Linked DNA regions of Mus musculus: region 2 is linked to region 1. A link is a contact called in public HiChIP or PLAC-seq data. All regions are on one chromosome and are shown on one strand. Each heading gives the region's core, a stretch centred on a gene start, on an enhancer-like site or on the middle of the called end of the contact. The rest is flanking DNA. Distances are from core to core; before and after follow the strand shown. Region 1 holds the start of Cxcl5 (chemokine (C-X-C motif) ligand 5). Region 2 overlaps Albfm1 (albumin superfamily member 1).

What was found. HiChIP or PLAC-seq counts read pairs in DNA pulled down with a chosen protein or histone mark.
Region 2: a contact with region 1 is called in a FOXA1 HiChIP or PLAC-seq map of pancreatic cancer cells. The contact joins the enhancer-like site here to the promoter of Cxcl5 in region 1. A contact is called at or near these places in 2 of 39 promoter capture datasets (both in the 3T3-L1 cell line), 2 of 484 Hi-C or Micro-C datasets (LSK cells and peritoneal macrophages), 1 of 115 datasets of contacts at active chromatin or transcription factors (pancreatic cancer cells) and 1 of 9 other capture datasets (adipose tissue).

The regions. Positions count from the first base shown.
Region 1 is chr5:90,757,622-90,761,214 of GRCm38.p6, forward strand. It overlaps Cxcl5 (chemokine (C-X-C motif) ligand 5), which reads left to right and starts at 1,677. Exons shown (of 4, transcript NM_009141.3): 1 at 1,677-1,939; 2 at 2,068-2,203; 3 at 2,346-2,429; 4 at 2,832-3,593. The coding sequence starts at 1,822. The coding sequence ends at 2,892.
Region 2 is chr5:90,593,346-90,596,938 of GRCm38.p6, forward strand. The region is part of intron 13 of Albfm1 (albumin superfamily member 1); the gene reads left to right. Among named protein-coding and RNA genes, the nearest start is that of Gm42109, 10 kb to the left of the region's middle. Within about 2 kb of position 2,051, at least 68 of the 459 cell types and tissues checked have an H3K27ac peak or open chromatin away from gene starts, as enhancers often do. A contact at or near this core is called in pancreatic cancer cells, where this site is marked.

The DNA of each region.
Region 1 (3,593 bases), core at 427-2,926:
TTCCCATTAGCTTCTCACAATGCGATCACCAAACCTCCCAACTTCCTTCAACTAGACTAAGTTTCCTTCCAGAATGTAAGTTCGAAAGTCTACCACCATTTCCTGCTCAGCAATGGAGGTGTTCTTATTCCGAAAACAGACGAGTGGGGTGGATGGCGGTTCCCATGGTTACAGGGGACAAGAAAAAACAGTTTCTTTCCAGGACTATATGTGTAAGGCTGTCATGTTTACAGACTTCCTCTGCCGGCCTACTACATGGCCAGAGGTTTTGAGAACCATCCAGAGAGGAGATCTGTTAAATCTCTATAAAGAAAGCCAGGGCACCACTTAATGTTATAACCGACTGCCTTGGTATGAAGGCCTTTAGTTACAGGAAGTCATCTCATCTTTCATCACCAGGTGGCCCCTCCAGGGTCCCCACCCCCAACCCCCGCCAAGCCCCTGGGGAAAGCATCCCTCCTCTGAACTCCAAGAAGTTGCTTGGAGGGAGTCAGAACGGATGCTATCTTGCTGGCAAACTGAATCAAACCCTTGCACCAAACTCGCAGATAAGTCCCACGGATGAGTCCCTCAGCTGCACCAACCTCCTTTAGCTTCTACCCACTGTCAAATCCCTATCTGGCAGGGGAGCCACATTAGAAAGCACAGCAAGAAGCCCCTGGTGTTGCCTCCGGCTCCAAGCACAGGACAGACTGCTCCTAACTGAATGGCAAAGGGTGCAAAGATTTTATCTTCCTCCCAAAGCAATTTGCTGAGTCATCTGTGAAGTTGTTCATTAAGCCAAACAATTACAATAGCAGGGCTTCCAGTAAGCAGCTTTTATTTTGAAGGCCATTCATGCAGCTGGTTTAAGTGGAAGTCAAAACACTTTCATAGTTTCTTGGCTTTCAAAGCTGGCAGAATCCCAAAGAATCAATAAGTAATCCACACACAAGGAGAGGGCAAGGTTTCTTTCTTTCTTTCTTTCTTTCTTTCTTTCTTTCTTTCTTTCTTTCTTTCTTTCTTTCTTTCTATTTATTTATCTTTTCAAGTCCGGGATTACATTTCCTGAATAAAAACAGTCTTCGTTTTAAAAACACACATTTCAAATGTATTTTTGTTTATGAGCATGTGTATGTCTGCTTATCTGTCTGTGTACCAAGTAGATGCATCTGCCCCAAGGAAGCCAAAAGACGACGGACGTGGGGTTCCCTAGACCTGGGGCTAGAGAAGCTTGTGAGCAGCAATGTGGCAATGTGGTCCTGCATGGGTGGGTGGGTGGGGAGCCAAACCCTGGACCTCTGCCACAGCAACCAGTTCTCTTAAAGGTTGAGCCATCTCCCAGGTGTCAGCAATAGTGTTTGTAGTAATAACAGTTAAAGACCTGTGGAAGGTTTTCTAAAGTCAAAACTCCTTCCTTTGGCTCCAGTCTTCCTACAAGGAAAAGAAGGGCATCCTCAGAGCTCTGTCCTGCCTTAACTAGCCCTGACCTAGGAGAGGGAAAGGTCCTCTAAAGGAGTCTGACCCAGAGCAGCAGCCTTCTGTTCCCGGGGCAGGACTACAAGCATTCTCCTCCGATTTGGCAAAGAGCCACTCCTCCTAGCCATCCTCCCGCCCCAATCCCATTGCCCAGCCCCTCTGAGCCCCCCACCTCCTAACTCCAAGTCCAGGGAATTTCCCCAGCATCTTCAAGCTCCAGTTTCCTGCCTGAAGGAAGAGAGAGAACAGATAAAAGGGGTGCAGTGGGTTTGAGAACACCATAGTGCTCTGTAGAGCCCCAATCTCCACACCTCCTCCAGCATATCCCGAGCTGGTGCTCCCTGGTCCGGGATCTTGTCCACAATGAGCCTCCAGCTCCGCAGCTCCGCCCGCATCCCCAGCGGTTCCATCTCGCCATTCATGCGGATGGCGCCGCTGGCATTTCTGTTGCTGTTCACGCTGCCGCAGCATCTAGCTGAAGGTGAGGGCGCAGCACCTGCGTGGCGCAGGGTGCCTGACCCATCCGGGCGGGCCATCGCAGTCAGCGGGTCCCAGGAGCGGGGAAAGGGGCTCTTCCAGCATCCTCCTATAATCTTGTCTCTTCCACAGCTGCCCCTTCCTCAGTCATAGCCGCAACGGAGCTGCGTTGTGTTTGCTTAACCGTAACTCCAAAAATTAATCCCAAATTGATCGCTAATTTGGAGGTGATCCCTGCAGGTCCACAGTGCCCTACGGTGGAAGTCATGTGAGTTCTGACTGTGTTCTGGGTGCAGGTGATCTTGGGAGATGGAAGTCCAGGACACCCCCTGCCCTACCCACATCCCTTATCCCGGATTCTTCAGTCACCCGGGCTCACCTGTGCATCCTCTTTTTTTCCTCCTCCGCAGAGCTAAACTGAAAAACCAGAAGGAGGTCTGTCTGGATCCAGAAGCTCCTGTGATAAAGAAAATCATTCAGAAAATATTGGGCAGGTACTTGCTATCTTAGTCTCTGCAGCGGGCAAGGTCCTTATTCTCCCTGTATGAGTTGAGGCTCCCATCCCACATTCGAAACTGAGCTTAGAATAAAAGGATTCAGAAGGGAAAGTTGTTATTCTGGGATGTTGCAATAACCCAAAACTCATCTCTCTCTCTCTCTCTCTCTGTCTCTCTCTCTCTCTCTCTGTCTCTCTCTCTGTCTCTCTCTCTGTCTCTCTCTCTCTCTCTGTCTCTCTCTGTCTCTCTCTCTCTCTGTCTCTCTGTCTCTCTCTCTCTCTCTCTCTCTCTCTCTCTCTCTCTCTCTCTCTCTCTCTCTCTCTGTGTGTGTGTGTGTGTGTGTGTGTGTTAGGATAAACTGAAGAATTTTAGTTACTGATATAAGTCTTTTCTCAACAGTGACAAAAAGAAAGCTAAGCGGAATGCACTCGCAGTGGAAAGAACGGCCAGTGTTCAATAGAAAGATTTCTGAGGACTCTGACCCCAGTGAAGATAAGAAGAAAGGGCTGATTCTCTCCACCCACGGATTTTCTTTATGAACTCCCTGCTTTGATGAGAAAAGGGAAACCATTGTCCCTGAAGCTTCCTGCTCATCTCACAAGTGTATTTAGCAAAAATATTTCCTATTCTTTCCTATCTGTCACACTATCGGAAATTGTGATACTTTAGTGTGTAAGTCAAGAATCATTGGTTGTTAACCTTTCAAAATGTCTTGAACTGAAGGTGACTATTGCATTGTCTCCGGAATATGTATATGTATATGTATATGTATATGTATATGTATATGTATATGTATATGTATATGTATATGTATATGTATATGTATATGTATATGATGTATATGTATATGTATATGTGTGTGTATATATATATATATATCCTTTGTAATGTTCATGAGAAGGCAATGCTGTCATACTCTCTCTCATAAAATGGGGACCTCTTTTACTGTTGTTTCTTGGGTGTGTTAAGAGTGTTCTTACGTCTGAGCCTGGGCTGGCATATAACTTTTATGGTTTTAGAAAGCTGCTGTGTCATGCAGAAACCTATGTAGAACACAGTTCCTTATTTAGAATTTCTAAATGTGTAAGTTCTAGAAGGATCAATGTGTTCTCATCTTATAATTTTAGACATTTGATGTCTTCGTAGTATGGCATAATGTCA
Region 2 (3,593 bases), core at 801-3,300, 160 kb before region 1:
CTGTTGGAGAAAATTGTGAGATTTTCTTTTTTTCTAGAAATTTCTAGGGCATGATCAGGAATTGTTGCTCTTTGAGGGCAGAAGCTAGGGATCAGGTAAAAAAGCATTTTATTCCCTTATTGGGCAGAACTTCATGAACAGAGGGGCTCAGGAACTCAGAAAGCACACACACACACACACACACACACACACACACACACACACACGCGCGCGCGCGAATGCAGATATACACACCTGTGTACACACACTTATACACTCACACACATGCACACACACAACTAACCACCAGGAAGCCAATTTTCTATAATTCATGCTGTTGTATGCAGTTAAGATTAAATGATTGTAAATCACAGGATTGTAAAGTTGTCGATGGTGCCATAGAATGTGTCTCGGCAAACCCCTGGACCATCTCAATGAGGAAGGGATGCAGGAGAGTCACCGGAGGGACGGCTTGTCTGACAACCTGATTGGGCAGGGCATGTGACTGTGTGGTTGAGTCCACAGGCTCCTCTACCTTTGGTAAGGCAGGCTGGGGCTGGTCAGAGCTCTGTTTAGCAGTGGCTCTCAGGAATATTTTTAAAGATAATAACCTTCATTATTGCTTTAACTACTTGCTCCTCTCTGCTGCTTCTCTGAACTTTATGCTTCCAGTAAAAGTCAACTGCCACTGTGCATAGCGTTCACATAAAGTTAAAAAAAAAATTCTAAGTTGAGCCTTCATAAATTGGGGGCTATCTAGACAGTCTGTGTAAGGGTTGGCAAGTTGTAGCGTATTTTTACTTAGTTTTAAAGATTTTTTTCCTTACCTTGTTCCTTCTGAGGTTCTTTCTCATTTGAGAAAGCTGTAGAAGTTACCAGAATGCTATGTTATACAAGTCAAAAGGCCTAGGACTTATGTATGTTAACGCATCATTCCACTGGATTCTTTCTCAGTGGGTCGTGTTTTCTTGTTTGCTTCAGGCCAGGCTGGTCAGATTTTAGTGTGTATAATCTGGACAGCAGCTAAAACATAGTGAGCATACTCTGCCCCCAGGGCTGCTGATTCAGTAGGTCTGTGTGGAGTGACTCCATGTTTCTAGCAAGCTCCAGGCACTGCTGCTGCTGGTGGTGTGGTGTGCTGAGGAGAACATCCCAGGAGCCCCTTCTCATTGTGAAGGTGGACAGATTACTCTCTACCCTTCCCGGCATGTCCTTAGGTCTAGTTTGGGGTGAGAAGCCAGAAGAAAGGATGGTAGTAGAAATAAAGAAACTGCTGGAAACAACACCAATATGGAAGAAAAATGGGGGATATTAAATATCAGTATTTAAGGCTAGAGTATGTGTTAAAACAAACTGTGCATTGCATAAAGAAGTTAGCCTAAAATGAAGGAACCAATGAAGAAAATATTTTGGAGTCTTTTCTTCAAAAGTTTGTGCCTCTGGTTTCTCTGTTGGCCGACTGATTCTGGGTTTCAGTAGCCATGGTTTTCAGTAGTATGTTGTAATGTGCCAAGAGTCTTCCTGGAGCTGAGATTCCAGAAGAGGGCTCAGCTGGCTGGCTGGCCACCCGTGAAGGCTGCCACCGGCCAGAATAAACCAAAACATGGAGACGAAACAACCTGGCACCCAGTCCATTTTTTTCCTGAAGAAGAGAGGCGCTGGTGTGTAGCACCAGGCTGAATCTGGACAGACCAAGGAAGGAGACTCCACAGTTCAGGAAACAAGAGAGTCTCAGCAGGTACAAGGAAAGCGTTCTGTTCACAGAAACTCTGTAGTCTAATCGTGCAAAATCTTCTGTGAGGAAGGATAACCGCACCAGACCTATTCGTCACCTCACAGGATGTGAGAACGGAACAAAGCTATCGTGAGTCAGCAGAAGTCGGGTGTGGTGAAGTGTGCTTGCTAATCAACGTGAAAGGAGAACGAAAGGTTAATTTTTCTCTGAGATGCGGATCCACACAGGTTAACAGAGAACGAATCTACCTATGATTTTAATAGGCCAGACTCTACACACGATGAGTCGGCCCAGCTTAATGAGTCTACTCTCAAAGTTAGTGCAATTGTACAATACAACTACGAAGAAAAGAATGATGGCGAGGTTAAGTAGGATGATTAGCTAAATACATATGGATCAGGTCGCACTGAGCCACTGACCACCAATGTTTTGTATTTTGATATACTCCATAAGTTGAAAACCAAGTAATACACAATGTGGCTTATAACACAAATAAAGATGAACAGGGAACATTCTCTATTTCTAAGAGACAATTTTAAGTTTTTTCATCCTCTTATGAGTCTTGGAATAATTTAAAGAAGCATTGTCATCATTTAATTAATGTAGTGCATTATGTACTACAGAGTATTGTATAGTATAGCGTACTGTGTCACACTGCCTGGTTAAAGCACCCGCTTCAAACTGGAACATGTATGTTCTCTGTTAACAGGTTGCTACTGAAGTTAGAAACTGGTAGTCTATTCAATGGCAGATTTACTGGAAATATTATTTACAATAGCAGATGGGTCTGCTAAAGGTCAGAGACTTCCTGTTATCTCTCAAAAGAGACATTACAGCAGCCACCTTGTTAGTGAAGTTGTGTCTCTTTTGTAGGCTACCATTGACATCATGAAATGATGCCGTGTGTGTGTGTGTGTGTGTGTGTGTGTGTGTGTGTGTGTGTGTGTGTGTGTGGTTTCCTGATCTCTCCTTCCTCTCTGAGAGTACCTAACTGCCCCTTTTCCATGCTCCCAAACCAAGCACAAGCAGGTACTCTTCTCACAAAATTAGAATAACTCTGGGTTTTACTTATATAGTTTCTGCAATAAAATGTTGCATTATCTTTCAATTTAGACAGAGTTATCTTTAGACGAATTGTTGGCTGACCTCGTAGGGTATCTTCTTTATGCAGCCCTGGGCAAACTGGGGTTAAAAGTATTTGTGAGCATGCCCACCTAGCCTACACCCATTTTTCGCTGGCAGTCTTGTGTGGACTGCATGTCGGACTGTGTAGGTCCCCTTTTATTCTGGGCCGCCTACATGATTAGATTGCTTCCTGCTTTTCTAGGCTCAGGAGACAGCTACATAGCTTCCTGATGGAGCCTTTGCTTAGCACATGGCCCTAATTTTAATCCACAACAGCATAAGAGAATAAATAAATTGGTTTTCCTGGATGCCTTTCCCCTATCTTACCTGAGCCAAAAACATATTTGCACGTTACTGGTTATTGTAACAATTACAAGTTACCAAGGAACTATGGGATACATGATGTCAGAAAAGACAGATACAGAACACACTGCGGTTACTATTAACTTCAGAGAAATGAACAAATTGGGTCTTTGGTTAAGCTAATACAGTGACTTCTCATGAAATATTTACTTAAAAGGGGGCTGGAGAGATAGCTCGATGGTTAAGGGCACTGACTGCTCTTCCAGAGGACCCTGGTTCAAATCCCAGCACCCGCTGTGGCAGCTTACAACTGTCTATAACTGCAAGTTCTGACACTCTCATGTACTCATACATGCTGGCAAAACACCAGTGCACGTAAGATAAAGGTAAATACTTTTTCTCAAAAAAGAAAGAAAGTTGACTTTAAGACTTACAGGTTATTGAAGGAGGA